Regions from separate parts of the Pan troglodytes genome. Here region 1 is linked to region 2. The links are chromatin contacts, called in public Hi-C maps. All regions are on one chromosome and are shown on one strand. Each heading gives the region's core, a stretch centred on a gene start, on an enhancer-like site or on the middle of the called end of the contact. The rest is flanking DNA. Distances are from core to core; before and after follow the strand shown.

Region 1 (6,833 bases), core at 3,823-6,322, 200 kb after region 2:
ACAAAGAACTACAGCTACCAGGACCTTGTGTCATACACAGGACCCGGCTTCCCCCGCTGGGCTGCAAATCACAAACTCCTTCCTAACCCCAGCTTCCTCTTACATGGCTGAAGAAGGCATTCCTGGTGTTTTTGGCTTTCTGGCGCGTTCCTTATTATTTATTTCTTTTCCCTCTTATTATTTGTTTCTTTTCCCTCTTATTATTTCTTTCTTTTCCCTCCGTTTTATTATTTCTCTCTCTGCCTCTGTCTCTGTTTGGCAACTATTTCCCTCCTCCCCAAATCCTGGCAAGATCTACCATCAGCCCAGTGTGCATGGGCAGCCTGCCCCAGGCCAGCCCCTTAGAGCCAGGATGACTTTCCAGTGAGAAGGGACCCCAGGGCATGGAAGGACCCTGGCATGGGAGGAGGAGGAAGGACTGCTCTCCGTGGAGGCTTCAACTTCCCCCTGGGAAGTCACTTCCGGTAGGAAAACCTGGCTGCCTTACCCCTGTTTCCTCCAAGCCACAGCTAATGAGGAATAGTTACCGACCTCCCATCCCAGCATGAGGTCTGCCTAAGCGTGGGAAGTGGAAAGTGTCCTGTAAAGGTGGAAACTTGTCAGCAGCCTCAGCAGGCAGAGCAGGGCCTAGGGTTGTGAGGAAGAGATGGCTCTGCAGAAGACGATTGCTCTTTGCAGCTAGGTTCTGGCAGTCCCTGCACCAACCTATGAACACATTGGGTGGCAACCAAAAGCAGATAACTGTAGAGCTAAAAGTGACCTTTAGGGGCATGTAATCCACCGGTTCTACCACTTGTTGTAAAACCAGAGTCCAGCTAGATGTGCTGGCTTACACCTGGAATCCCAATGCTTTGGGAGGCTGAGGCAGGAGGATCACTTGTGGCAGGTGTTCAAGGCTGCAATGAATTATGATCATGCCACATTGCATGTCAGCCTGGGCTATGGAGCAAGAGGCCCACTCAAAGAAGCACCAAAAAACCAGAAAACAAAACAAAATAACAGAGACCGATGTCCAGGTCTTTGGAAACCCCCAGGGCACCAGAAAATCCTGACTCCAGAGGTCGGCAGAGGGGCCCGGGGATTCTGTTTTAATAACACGTGCTCTCAGGTGACTGTATCCACTGCTAGGCCCAACGGATATCCCCTGCTAGGCCCGAAAGATACCCTCAGTGGTGAGCTGGTAAATGTTAGCAGCTGGCCCCTGAGGGGGGGCAAACATGGGTGATACAGTTTGGCTGTGTCCCCACCCAAATCTCATCTTGAATTGTAGTTCCCGTAATCCCCACATATCGTGGGAGGGACCTGGTAGGAGGTAATTGAATCATGGGGACGGTTACCCTCATGCTGTTCTATGATAGTGAGTGAGTTCTCACGAGATCTGATGGTTCTACAAGGAGCTTTTCCCCCTTGGCTTGGCAATTCTCCTTGCTGCCACCCTGTGAAGAAGAATATGTTTGCTTCCCCTTCTGCCATGATTGTAAGTTTCCTGAGGCCTCCCCAGCCATGCTGAACTGTGAGTCAACTAAACCTCTTTCCTTTATGAATTACTCAGTCTTGGGTATGTCTTTATTAGCAGCGTGAGAACAGACTAATACAGTAGGCCCTGAGTGATCACATTTGCCGATTCCCAAGACATAAGCTTTCCGCCACCACTGGTGTCAGGGTGCCAGCATGACACTGAATCCAGAGCTAGGAAAAGATGCACCCATCAGCTCTTTACAGGAATGCTCCCACCCCCTAGGGGCCACAAAACTGAAGTGACAGCTCCTTGGGGACAGAGCCAGGAGAGGATTCTGGATCCAGGGGCCTTCCCCACCACACTGCACTGCTTCCTAGTTAGTCACTGCCCTCTTGCTTAGCAGAAATCATGACCAAGCAGCTCAGGGATGGCCCTGGTCAAAGGCAGGGCCAGAATGAAATCAGGAAGCTGAAAAAGAAACAAAAGCACAGTCGGTCTTTCCTTCCTCTTCACTTTGCAACAGAGGCCTCAAGAGTGTGGGTGACCGGGTAGGAGAGAGCCTGACTGCCCACGCTTGTGTTCTCCGAGGGGAAAGTGGAAAAGGCAAGAGAATGATTCTGGGAAGTGGACATAGAGTATTGGCAAAACTCAGAGGCCACAGAGAACAGCATTCTTGCCAGCTGGCCTGAGCCGATTCCACCCAGGGCCTTGGAGGTGCGGTGGCAGTGCTGTAATGGGCGTGGAGAAATGGGTGTGGAAAGCAGGGTCAACTTGAGAGAAATGGGACAAAGAGAAGACTGTGCTTTACTTTTTTGTGTTTCATTCAGAGCCTACCATAAGAAAACCCCAGAAATTGAGTTCACGTGAAAACTAGTTAAAAAACAAAAGCTAAGATCCTGCGGAGCTTGGAGGTTCGGAGGTGGCTGCTATTTGGAAACTCCCCTTGCATGGAGTCAGGTGGCTCATTGTTCAGGCTGCCGTCTGTTCTTCTTCACCTGCAGCTCCAGTTCGTGGAGTTGTAGGATGATAGGATTCATTTTAGAGATGAGAGAACCAGCGACCCAGAAAGGTAACATCTTCTTCCCAGATTGCACTGCTATTTACTGGAATTCAAATTTACCAGATCTAATCCAGGCCCAGAATTTCATCTAGCTCCACTACAATGTCCTCTCAATTACCTTTTGTCAAAAATTATGATAAAAGAAATGTATTGTCATGATAGAAAATCTGTAAAATTCAGAATATTAGAAATATTAGAAGTATTAGAAACCCCGGGTCTAGTGGAAGTGACTCACAGCATGATCCGGTCAGCTTCGGGTGGGAGCATAGTGGTCATACTGGTCATCTGAGCTGTGGGTTTCTCATTTGTCCTAGCAGAGGATATCTGTTGGGCCTGGCAGTGGATACAGTCACCTGACAGCACATGTTATGAAAACAGAATCCCCGGGCCCCTCTGCAGACCTCTGGAGTCAGGATTTTCTGGTGCCCTGGGGGTTTTCAAAGACCTGGACATCGGTCTCTGTTATTTGATGACTAGTATGCTCCCACCCAAAGCTGATCAGATCATGCTGTGAGTCACTTCCACTAGACCTGGGGTTCTCAGGAGTCAGCATTCTCAGAGTCACCAGGAGAGCTTAGGAAAATTCCTGTGACAATCCCAAGGCCCAGATTGTCCCCCTACAGCCAATAAGGCAGACTCAAAGGGTTGAGGAGTGGCAAGCAGCAGTAGTTTCTGAGGCTCTCGGATGATGCCAATGTGTGTCCGAGATTGAAGGCCACTGGCCTAGAATATTCTCCACCCAAGTCTGCATGACTGGGTCCTTCTTCCTATGGCTTGGCCCTCGGTGGCTCCTCCTCAGGGAGGCCTCCCCTCACCACTTGGTCTGAGGAAACACCCTCCCTGTGAGTTGTTCTCCACGTCATCACACTTGTGTATTTTCTTGTATCGCTATTTGAATTTTTTTTTTTTTTTTTTTTTGACATAGAGTCTGGCTCTGTCACCCAGGCTGGAGTGCAGTGGTGTGATCACAGCTCACTGCAGCCTCCACCTCCTAGACTCAGGTGATTCTCCCACCCCAGCCTCTTGAGTAGCTGGTACTGCAAGTGTGCACCACCATGCCTGGCTAATTTTTGTACTGTTTGTAGAGACGGGTTTTCACCATGTTGCCCAGGCTGGTCTCAAACTTTTGGGTTCAAGTGATCCGCCCACCTCAGTCTCTCAAGGTAGGACTACAGGCGTGTGCTACCATGCCGGACTATTTTTTCCATTTTTTTGTAGAGATGGAGTCTCGCTATGTTGCCAGGCTGGTCTCAAACTCCTGGGCTCAAGTGATCCTCCTACCTGGGCCTCCCAAAGTGCTTGGATTATAGGCATGAGCCAGCGCGCCCAGCCTGTTTGAAATTATTTTAAATGTATGCATGCATTGCTTATTTTCTGTCTCCCTCCTCTAGGAAGTCAGTCCACGAAGGTGGGCCCTGGACTGTCTTTGTTGTTCTATCCCAGGGGCCTCAGCAGGCCCCAGTGCCGCAGGCTCTCAAAACACATTTGATGAGTGAATGATAGAGTGAGTGAATAAGTGAAAGAATGAATTTATGTTTACTTCTGAGTCTTTTTGGGTACACGTATATGCACATATATATGCAACAAAATTCTACATTTTAAAAAACATTTCACACTGAAAACCTTTTTTAGCTAAAAAAATGTTTATAATTTCTGGTACACACTTCTTTCATTTGATGTTTTGAGGACATTGTCTAAAATCATTCCTTATTTTTAAGATGTGGTGTATGGAGTGTTGTGCTCTCACATCCTGAACTTTGGACACATTTCCTCTTCCTGGACTCCCCTCCACCCATCATTTGTCTAACTCTTCCTTTTGCTTCACATTTCAGTTCCATGTCTTTTTCTCAGAGAAGCTCTCTCTCCTCAGTGCCTCACACTAGGTAAGGATGCCTTGTGCCAATTCTCCCCTCTGACATTGGTGTGCCCTGTCAGCTGCCCCAAGAATATGAGCTCCATGGAGCTCCTAGTGTATTTTATTTTCTAAATGTGTCTGTAGGACATTGCTCAGTGCCCAAATGTTTGTTTAAAATAGCAGGCTGGGCGCAGTGGCTCACGCCTGTAATCCCAGCACTTTGGGAGACCGAGGCAGATGGATCACGAGGTCAGGAGTTTGAGACCAGCCTGACCAACATGGTGAAACCCCATCTCTACTAAAAATACAAAAAATTAGCCGAGAGTGTTGGAGCATGCCTGTAATCCCAGCTACTCAGGAGGCTGAGGCAGGAGAATCGCTTGAACCCGGGAGGTGGAGGTTGCAGTGAGCTGAGATCGCATCACTGCACTCCAGCCTGGGTGACAGGAGGGAGATTCCGTCTCAAAAAAAAAAAAAAAAAAATAGCGTAGCATTTCACACTGCATTAACTGATTTCCCTGTCATAGTACACTTAGGCTTTTCACCCCTACACATAATCCTGCAACAAACATGCGTTTATGTGAATTCATCTATTAGGTGTCTGTGGTAAAAATAATCCCTTAACAAGGAATATGACTTTGTGGTTAATTCTGTGTCATGTGTTTTACTAATTGATCTTCTCAACAGCCACATGGGGTTGGTTTCATTATCATCAGCTTACGAATGAGAAACCCACAACTCAGAGAGGGTAAGTGAGTTACCAAATTCATATGAAAGCAACTGAAAAAGAATTTGGACTCAGGCTTCCGGGAGATAGGAGCTGGCCTGTTCCTGGGGAAGCCCATGAATTTTGACCCAGACTAACCTGTGCTTTCAAAAGTACCTGTTCTGCTATCTACAGTTTTTACTGGGATTAAATGAGTAGATACTTATAAAGCACTTAAAATAATGTCTGCTCATAATAAACTCTGTATAAATGTTGAATATATAGATACATAGCAGCTCTGCCCTGACTAGCCGTGTATGGACCATGAGCATGCATCTTAACCTCTCTGGGCCTCAGACTTCTCATCTGTAAAATGGGAGTCATGGTATTATGTCAGCTTTATTGTCAGGAAAATGTAAAGCACATGGAATCTCATAGACTCTAACACATGGTAACAACTTCCTCTTCGAGCCAGTCTAATCTCTCTAGAATGATAAACTTCTACATTTAAATCACAATTTAAATTTTTTATGTCTTTCACGGTCATTTTATCACCCCAGCAATGACTAGAAGGCCCAATATTTTATATATCGCTGTTAAATATTCTAAGCATTATTAAGAGCTTTCTGGGTATAGCCAAGCCCTCTTAACCATCAGAGGCAGACTGCTTTTCAACCAGGTCAGTTTCACTTTTGCGATCTGGAAGTGTATGGCGCCACCTGCTGGCCAAAGCACACCTCGCCAACAAAGTGCGGGTTAGTTCAGGATTGCCCATTCTAGTAGGATCCCCCCTCGACCCCTACCCTCCCCTGTCTTCACTCCCACCCAGGGGGAAATCTGAAGCATAGGATGGGTCAGCAATCGACTTTTCTGAAGCTCGTTAAGACACATTATTCCTCTTGAACAGGCCCCCCTGCAGAAACTTAGGGGCCCTAAGTTTCTCCACTTGTGAAATAACAGGGTAGGGTCAGGCTTTGTCTAGGTCCCTCTCACCGCTAAGCTTCTAGGATTCTGTGAGTTCACCTCGGAGGCAGGCACAGGGAGGAAGGTGAGCTACTGTGTCTCAGGTTAAAATCAAGCCTGGAAATGGAAAGCAAGGCCAGGAATGTAGGCTGGGAAACGATGAGGCCCAGGACAGAGGAAACGAGGGCACAGCATGGGACCCCCGCTCATCAGCCAGACCCACCCTGCCTTGGCCTTGCCCATCATCGCCAGAATAATCGTCATCACTCAAACTACCGCTTATTGGGAGCCTATATCAGTCATAGTGCTAGGTTCTTTACATAGTGTTTTGTTAAATATTATTTCATACTATATCTGTACACTATCCCTTTAAGGTAGGTATTGTTGTTGTTCACAACTGGAAAAAAGACTCAGAAAGGCTAAGAACTTGTTCAAGCTAAACACAGCCAATAAGTGGGAAATCTGGGATTTGACCCAAATCTGTCTGTCTTCAAAGCCCCTGAACCTTGCACCTTATTTCTTGTCTTCATCCCTCCTCCTTCCTTGCCTACTTTTTTCTTTTATGCTTCATCAGGCTGTGTTTTTCAGAGGCTATCACAGGTTCAGGTTGCATCTGGCCATTCATGTGGGGAACTGAGATAACCATAGGGATAATTGTGGTCTCTACTTGCCATTTTTAGTTCAACTAAAAACAACTTTGCTGGTGGCCTCAACAGCCCACTCATTAGTGATTGCTTACTTTCACTTTGTTGGTGTAGATGAAGGTGCCTCCGTGTCTTCCCTTCCAGTG
Region 2 (7,483 bases), core at 792-3,291:
CAAAGTCATGAGAAATTCAGAGGGAGGTGTGAAATTTCTTCTTAAAACTGAAAAGCAAAAACATTTCATAAACAAACGAAAAAGGAAAAACCACAGCTAAAATCCGTAAACTATTAACTATATCTGTTTATTAAAAAAAAAAAAAGCAGATGGAGAGCTTTTTTGTTAATAAGCTAAAAAGTTCGTGTTTTTGTTTTCTGTAAGCCTGTTTTAAAGAAAGCTCCATTTCTCATGACTGACCTTCTGAGAATAGAATGAGGTGTTTTCTGCAGTGGAGTCTGATTCTTTCATCACTACCAAAGAGCACTGAGTGATCACCCACACTGCATGGCAGAAAACAGAATGTACTGTTATACCGCATTGATGCCATCAAAGTGTTTGTGGGGCGTAAAATTAATATTCGGCTTATGAGGGTAGGCCGGGGGAGAGGGTGGGTGTTGTTTTGCATCCCACATCAGGACACCCTGTATTTAAACACACTTTGTGTCATCGAGGGTGGTCTCAGAACCCATGCACCCAGAACCAAGTTCGGCCGTCAGCCACATGGAAAGGCAGCACCCCATCCCTTCCCCTTAGCACTTCCTGACCCTTCTACTTTTGCTTCCTACTCCTAGTTTTCCCCCTCCCACAAAGAAAAGAGTTCTAAACCAGATCACATTAAGACCTTAGGGATGAAAGTAGCCATCCCCTTCTGAAGGTGTTTGCATTCTACAGAATGGAAGAATTCTGGCCAGGGCTGCAGCAGGTAATGGTGAGCATGAAGCCAGGAAGGCTAAGATCAAAATCGGGGACCCTGGGGGAGATTGGAGGGGACTTCTGAGTGTACCTCACATTCCATCAGATAGGCCCTAATCATTTTGCCAAAGGGAGGGATTTGAGGGGATCATAGCAAAGATTCTCTTATCAGGACAGCCCCAGGAAGCCCTGCAAAGGTGAGGAGAGACAGCCAATGAAGGATGAAGCTGTGTGAATTTTAGCTTCAGCCCCAGGTTCTGCTCAGCAAAAGTTGAAGATCTGGTCATTTATAGATTCCTGGACTTAAATCAAAAGAGCCAGAACCTCAACATAGCGACTCCAGGAGCTAGGTGACACTGAAGTCACCTTACCCCTCCATATCCTGTAAAACAGGGATGATCACAAGAGAAAGTTGTGGAGCTGAAATGGGCTGAGGTACTTGAAGGCTTTTTCACTCAGAGATGGTCAGAAGACATTTGCCAGATGATTTCCAGATGTGTCAGAATGAGGAGCACTCTCTTTTGAGCAGGATAGCTCTCTCCCACATTTAATGTATGCCTGAGAGGAGAGAGAGAGACAAAGAATGATCAGACTGTACACCATTTGTGGACAAAGGGTCATCATGGGGCTTTGACAATTCTCCAAGAGCACTGGTTCCACATAGAAGCTGGCTTCACAGGCTGGCATTGGGATTAGGCCAGAGGTCAGATAGTAGGTGTGGCAAGGCCCCAGGTGGGCTAAGGCTGGCCATGGAGACAGGTGGGCTTTCCTGTTGAATGCTTCCAGGGAAGTCACGCCGTCTGGAACCTCAGATTTGGCAAATCAGCAAAGGAAAATTGGTCGCAATTATTTTCCAGGGCTTCCATGCTCTCCGATGTGTTAGATCCTTGTTAGCATTAACCAGAGTTAAACATTTGTTTTATTCTGTTGATGGAGAGACAGGTTTTAGAACACCTTCCCTGACAAGGTTAAGGTTGCAGGTTCTGAAAATTATCTCCGGTCTCCAAAGTTTTTGTATTTCAGTGTCTTTGGTGCTTTTTTGTTTTGTTCTATTTTGAAGTAACTTTATAGTTTTTGTTTGTTGTTTTTTTTTTAAGTACAGGTATGTTGAGCACAGAAAAAAAAAAAAAAACATTGCAATAACCTTGACTTCTGAAAAGTCCTCTCATTCTTCCAGGGGAGGAATTTTGTTTTTTAGGAACTGTTTTTTCATAAAGACAAAAGTCTTAGCAGTTTGGATTTCGGCCTTTGAGTTTTTCTTTTCATCATGTGTAATTTCAAATTGTCCTGAGGTCCTTCCTCCTGGAACCTAGCGAATACAGCTCAATGGCGCCCCCTGAAGGCCAACGTAGAGGGGTACAGTAAAAGAGGATAAAATGAGGAACCTCCAGCCCTCCCTATCCCACCAGCCAAGACAAACCACCATCTAGGCCCAAAGGCAGGTTAGCGTGTGGCAAAACCCAATAGCTGCATTCAAAACCCAGTTCTGACAACAACAAGCTATTTCTGCATGTTCCCACATAGTTGAGAAGAGATTGAGCTTTGGCATAAAACAGGTCAAAGGCCTTGGATTGAATTCCAGCACAGACAAGTTACTTAATCTCTCTAACTCACTTTCTCTTTCTGTATAATGTAGAATACAAAGTAATTTTTTTTATTGCTTACTATGTGCAGGCTTTGTCCTAAGTGTTTAGGATGTGTTAGCTCATTTAGTTCTCGCTAAAACCCTCTAGTTTGTGTGCTATTAGTACCCACTTTGTACAAATAAGAAAACTAGGGCCTGGAGTGAGTCAGAAGGCTTCACAGCTGCTAACTGAAAAAAACAGGGCTGAACGCATGTGGTGCAGTCCGGAGCCTGGACTCACCACCACATGTCACACTGATGCCCATACTTACCAGGTGGGACCACCGTGAGGACTAGAAAGAGAAATGTCAACCACGTAGCCCTGGACTGGCGCAGAATAAATGCCCAACAAATAATAGCCGTAATTATTCCCATTCTTGGTCGACCACATTAATAAAAGCTACCATAGAGGCAGGGAATCAGTAAGAAGAGATGACTAAGAGGATGCTTACTGCATGTAGGAAAATCAGTTAATGCTCGTGTGACTGGCTTATTTCCCTTTGCATACTGTCCTTCAGGTCCATCCATGTTGTCACATATGGCACGATTTTCATTTTTTTTAAGGCCGAGTAATATTCCACTGTCTGTATCCACCCATTTTCTTTATTCACCCATTGATGAACATTTAGGTTGTTTCCACATCTTAGCTCATCTTGACAGTGCTACAATGAACATGAGCATGTTAATATTTCTCCAAGATCATGATTTCAATTCTTTTGGATAAATACCTACAAGTGGAATGGCTGGATCCTATATTAGTTCTGTTTTCCTCTTTTTGAGGAACCTCCCTGCTGTTTTCCATAGCGGCTATACCATTTTACATTCCTACCGTCTGCGCCAGAGTTCGAATTTCTCCACATCCTCACCAACACTTTTTATCTTTTGTTCTTTTGATAACAGCCATCCTCACTAGTGTAAGGTGATATCTCATTATGGGGAAAAATTATATGAAAAGGAAGCATCAAATTAATGGGCAAGAAAACCAGTACATAGTATTTGGACAGTTGGCATATTACTTAAAAATTATGTATGAATCCAAAAAATTAACTAACTCTTACTATAAATTATTAGTATTCTGATTGTTGACATTAACCTGTAACAATAGGAGAAAAAGTTAGTTCAGGAATCACTTCCCAATTACATCTGTTACAAATGCAAGGAGAAACAAATACAAGGAGAAACTCCTTTGCATACAATATTTTAAAGAAAAAGACAGATGAGTTTTGGGATGCGAGGAGAGGGGCAAGAAACTGTCTTCTGTGTGGAGAGGGATCTTGAAACATATCTTCCAATGGGAGGCCAAATGCAGGGGGGCATTGCTTTCAAGAAACTAAAGGTGCTGAGTGTCTCCCAGGATAGCAGTTAATGAGCATGAGCTGGGTTTTCAAGAAGTCTGAATCTATTCAACTACGAAGTAGCTTCCTTCAACTGTAGCAGCCTTGAGAACTTGTGTTCTGCACCTACAGAGACCCCTTCTGCCCAAATACTGGTGGTGCAATGCAGCCAACCGCTGCATCTCCCAAAAGATGCCGGGAAAGAGGCAGACACCCAAACCCACCCTGGGCCTGGGCAGACCCCTCTAGCCTCTGACAAGTCCGGGCACTGCTAAGACCTTCACATGCACACCTAGGGCCCCTGCATTATTCAGCAAGCTCTTCCCAGGCTCCCATCTGGCATCAGGCATGGTGCTGGGAGCTGCTGGGCACACGGATGAGCAGGTGGTGCCCCTTTTCCATCAGCTACCCAGAGCCAGCTGCAGGACAGCGCCGAGAGCACATGCCTATAATGTGGGGCAGAGGGTCACACCGAGGACTCTCCCAGAGGGGAGTTATTTGAGCTGCTCTGGAGCAATGCAGACAAGAGGGTACAGAGCACAGAGGCCTGGGGTGGGGACTCCCAGGGACCAGGAGAGGCATGAGGTGGGAAGTGGGGAGCCAGGCTAGAAAGGGCCTTGTGAGTCCTCTGGGGGAGTTGCAGCTTGTCCTATTAGCCATGCGCAGGCTCTTTGGTTTTCAGAGAATGAGGATCATTCACAAGGGTGACTGGAGCTCCTGTGAGATGTGCACACCTGGCCTGAGGTTGAGATGACACAGAAAGAGTCACAGGGCCGGGGTCTCCCGCAGAGCTAGTTTTCTGTTTGAGTGTCATTTATCACCTCTTTCCAGAGGACAAGATGATGGCTTTATGACCAAAGGGGCTGGCTATGGAGGCCTCTCTTAATTTCTAATTGAGAGCCCATAATCACCACAAAGAAAAGCCTCTACCACCCAGGACTTCCGGGGAGACTAGAATCCAACTCAGAGGTGTTTTGTAACAAAACAGGGGTGGAGAAGATTAAAGAAAAACAAGAAGGTTAGGAAAAAAGGCATTACTAAATTCTCCTTCATAGTACATAAGGTTTTTAAGGTAGGTAAATCACATCAGCCCAGCCACACTCAGTGACCTTTGTGATGGAAGAGGTGACCACTGGGCCAGTAAAGAAGTCACAAGGGTCCCAGGCCTGACCTTTAGCATTTCTGTGATTTTTAAATATCCATAAAACAAAGGTCCGTATGAGACCCAATGCAATCAGAAGCCCAAGTCCCAGCTCAAGTGGGGCCTGGCCACAGCAGGCTCTGGCAAGTCTCTGGCCCTGCAATAAGCCCTCGGGGCTTCCCTGGGCTCTGGGCCTTGCCTCCTGTGCTCTGCGCAGCCTGGGTCCACGGGAGAGAAGTGAAAGTCTATTTGGCAAAAAGAACCAGACAGAGGGTTGCTCTGCTTGTCGAGAAAGCAGCACCATTGTCCTGAAAACCTCTACCTCCAGATCCCCGGGGATAACCTGAAGCCTGGAACATCACCGATGTCAGCCTCGTGAACACCCTGTCTTCTCCCACAAGCTCAGTGGAGGAAAGTAGATGGCCTCAAAAGCTCCTGTTACCATGCAGGTGCTCCAAGTCAGGTCACAGGCCGCCTCCCCGGGTCCCCACCCCTGGCTTCGTCATAATCCTGGCTGCCCAGTGACAGCTCTCTTTCTGGGAAGGAGCAGAAAATGGGGCTCCCTGATGTCCTGAAGGGGTCTAGCCTCAAAGCTTCTTGCCAGGCTGGGAACAGGTAGAGTGGCCACTTATTAGGAGTTAAGAGGTCAGTATAGGTGCAGAACAGTGTTTTTAAAAGTGTGTCAGGAGCCAAGTAGACACATGGAAAACACAATTCCTGATAGTCTCACTTTTTTTCATGAAATGGGAATTAAAAGAGTGTTAGAACGGAGGCTGAAATAGTAAAAGAAAGCTTGAAGTGAGGGGGTAGAGGCGTGAACTAGGTAGTAAGGGTCATGGAAGAAAAAGCTGACCTAGAACAAGTGAAAGAGTTGGTGAGAAGCTCTGAATTCTAGCTGAGTTAAAAGACGATGAATTTTAGTTGTAAAGTTGTAGTTTTTAAAAAAACTACAGTTATTTTTTTTTAAGTCAGCATGGTTGTGTGATTTGTTTTATCCCTATTCTGCTTCTCAAGGTGTAAGATCAAAAGCAATGACTTGTAGCATTGAGCCAGGCTTGGGAATTCATTGGATGTGTGTGAAATTTATTCAGTTGACAAATATTTATTGTTTTTGCAATGCACTACTCTGAATATGAAGGGTGGAAAAAAGCAATACAAACTCTGCCCTTATAATCCATAGAATCTAGTGAAGAATGGTCATGACCCAAGACAGCCAAGGGTAATGTTGATGGAGTGTGGTCCAGATGATCAGCCATAGGGGGGAAAAGAAGGAAGTGGGGAGACCAGGGGATCAGAGGTAACTGTGAGATCAAAGATCAGTCTTACTCATAAGAAAACTAACAGAGTAAGAGACCAGTCTAAGACTAGAACATCAACTTTGCTATGGAAAGCAGTGATGCCAAGATCTAGGTCAGGACTCTGGGGCTGGAAAGGAGAGGAGCGGAGATGCAGATCATTGGAGCGGGAGGTCAAGACTGGGAAGCCAGGCTGGTAGGACAGGCCATGTGCTGCGATCTAAAACAGGAGTTAAGGTAGAGAAGAAGTTTTAAGACAGGTCCAAACTCTCAACTAATGAGGAAACACAACCTGAAATTTGGTTCACTGGGGAATATAGGCCACAATGGAAGATGAACTTTTATTAAAAAAAAAAAAAAAGGTAGAACATCTGGTGGGAGTTCTGGGTACTGAGAAAATATTCCACTCCAGGATCCAGTGTATGTAGATCAGAAAATGAGTAGCCTCCAGCAAGAAAGTGCATTTCCATTAAAACATTTGAGTGGAGAGAGTGGTATATTACACAGGGCTTTCCAGAGAAACAGACCAATAGGACAGAGAGACAGAGAGAGAGAGAGAGCATTAGTCTAGCCTCACACTGCTAATGAAGACATATCCGAGACTGGGTAATTTATAAAGAAAAAGAGGTTTCATGGACTCACAGATCCGCATGGCTGGGGGGGCCTCAAAATCATGGTGGAAGGCAAAGGAGGAACAAAGGCACATCTTCCATGGTGGCAGGCAAGAGGATGTGTACGGGGAAACTGCCTTTTATAAAACCATCAGATCTCATGATACTAATTCACTATCACGAGAACAGCACGGGAAAAGCCTGCCCCCATTATTCAATTGTCTCTGCTTGGTCCCTCCCATGACACGTGGGGATTATGGGAACTGCAATTCAAGATGAGATTTGGATGGGGACACAGCCAAACTATATCACAGAGGGAGATTAATTTTAAGAAATTGGATCCTGTGATTGTGGGGGCTGGCCTGCCGGCTGGAGACCTAAGAGAGATATAGAGTTGTTGCAATTTGAGTCTGAAGGCAGTATGGAGACAGCAGTTCTTCTTACTCCGGGACTGCAGCCTTTTTTCTTGAGGCCAGGCTTTCTGCTGGTTGCACAAGGCCCCCCCAAACACATCATGAAGGGTTATCTGCTTTACTCAAACTCTACTGATTTAAATGTAAATCACATCTAAAAAATTCCTTCACAGCAACAACTAGACTACAGTTTGACCAAACACCCATGCGTTAGGGCCTGACCGAGTTAACAAACAAAATTCACCATCACAAGTGGTCTTCGTAATGGTGGAGGATGACGAAAAGCTTGACCGTAGATTCCTAAACCTGCAATGGCAACAGTTGGGGAAG

Evidence for each region. Hi-C and Micro-C count contacts between places; a contact is called where the count stands out from the background.
Region 1: a contact with region 2 is called in a Hi-C map of stem cell-derived neural progenitor cells, with 6 times the contacts expected there. The contact joins two enhancer-like sites. A contact is called at or near these places in 4 of 7 Hi-C or Micro-C datasets (blood, induced pluripotent stem cells and stem cell-derived neural progenitor cells) and 1 of 1 other capture datasets (stem cell-derived neural stem cells).

Annotation. Positions count from the first base shown.
Region 1 is chr9:130,758,484-130,765,316 of NHGRI_mPanTro3-v2.0_pri, forward strand. No RefSeq gene overlaps it. Among named protein-coding and RNA genes, the nearest start is that of KCNJ1, 38 kb to the right of the region's middle. Within about 2 kb of position 5,073, at least 1 of the 24 cell types and tissues checked has an H3K27ac peak or open chromatin away from gene starts, as enhancers often do.
Region 2 is chr9:130,561,425-130,568,907 of NHGRI_mPanTro3-v2.0_pri, forward strand. No RefSeq gene overlaps it. Among named protein-coding and RNA genes, the nearest start is that of ETS1, 44 kb to the left of the region's middle. Within about 2 kb of position 2,042, at least 1 of the 24 cell types and tissues checked has an H3K27ac peak or open chromatin away from gene starts, as enhancers often do.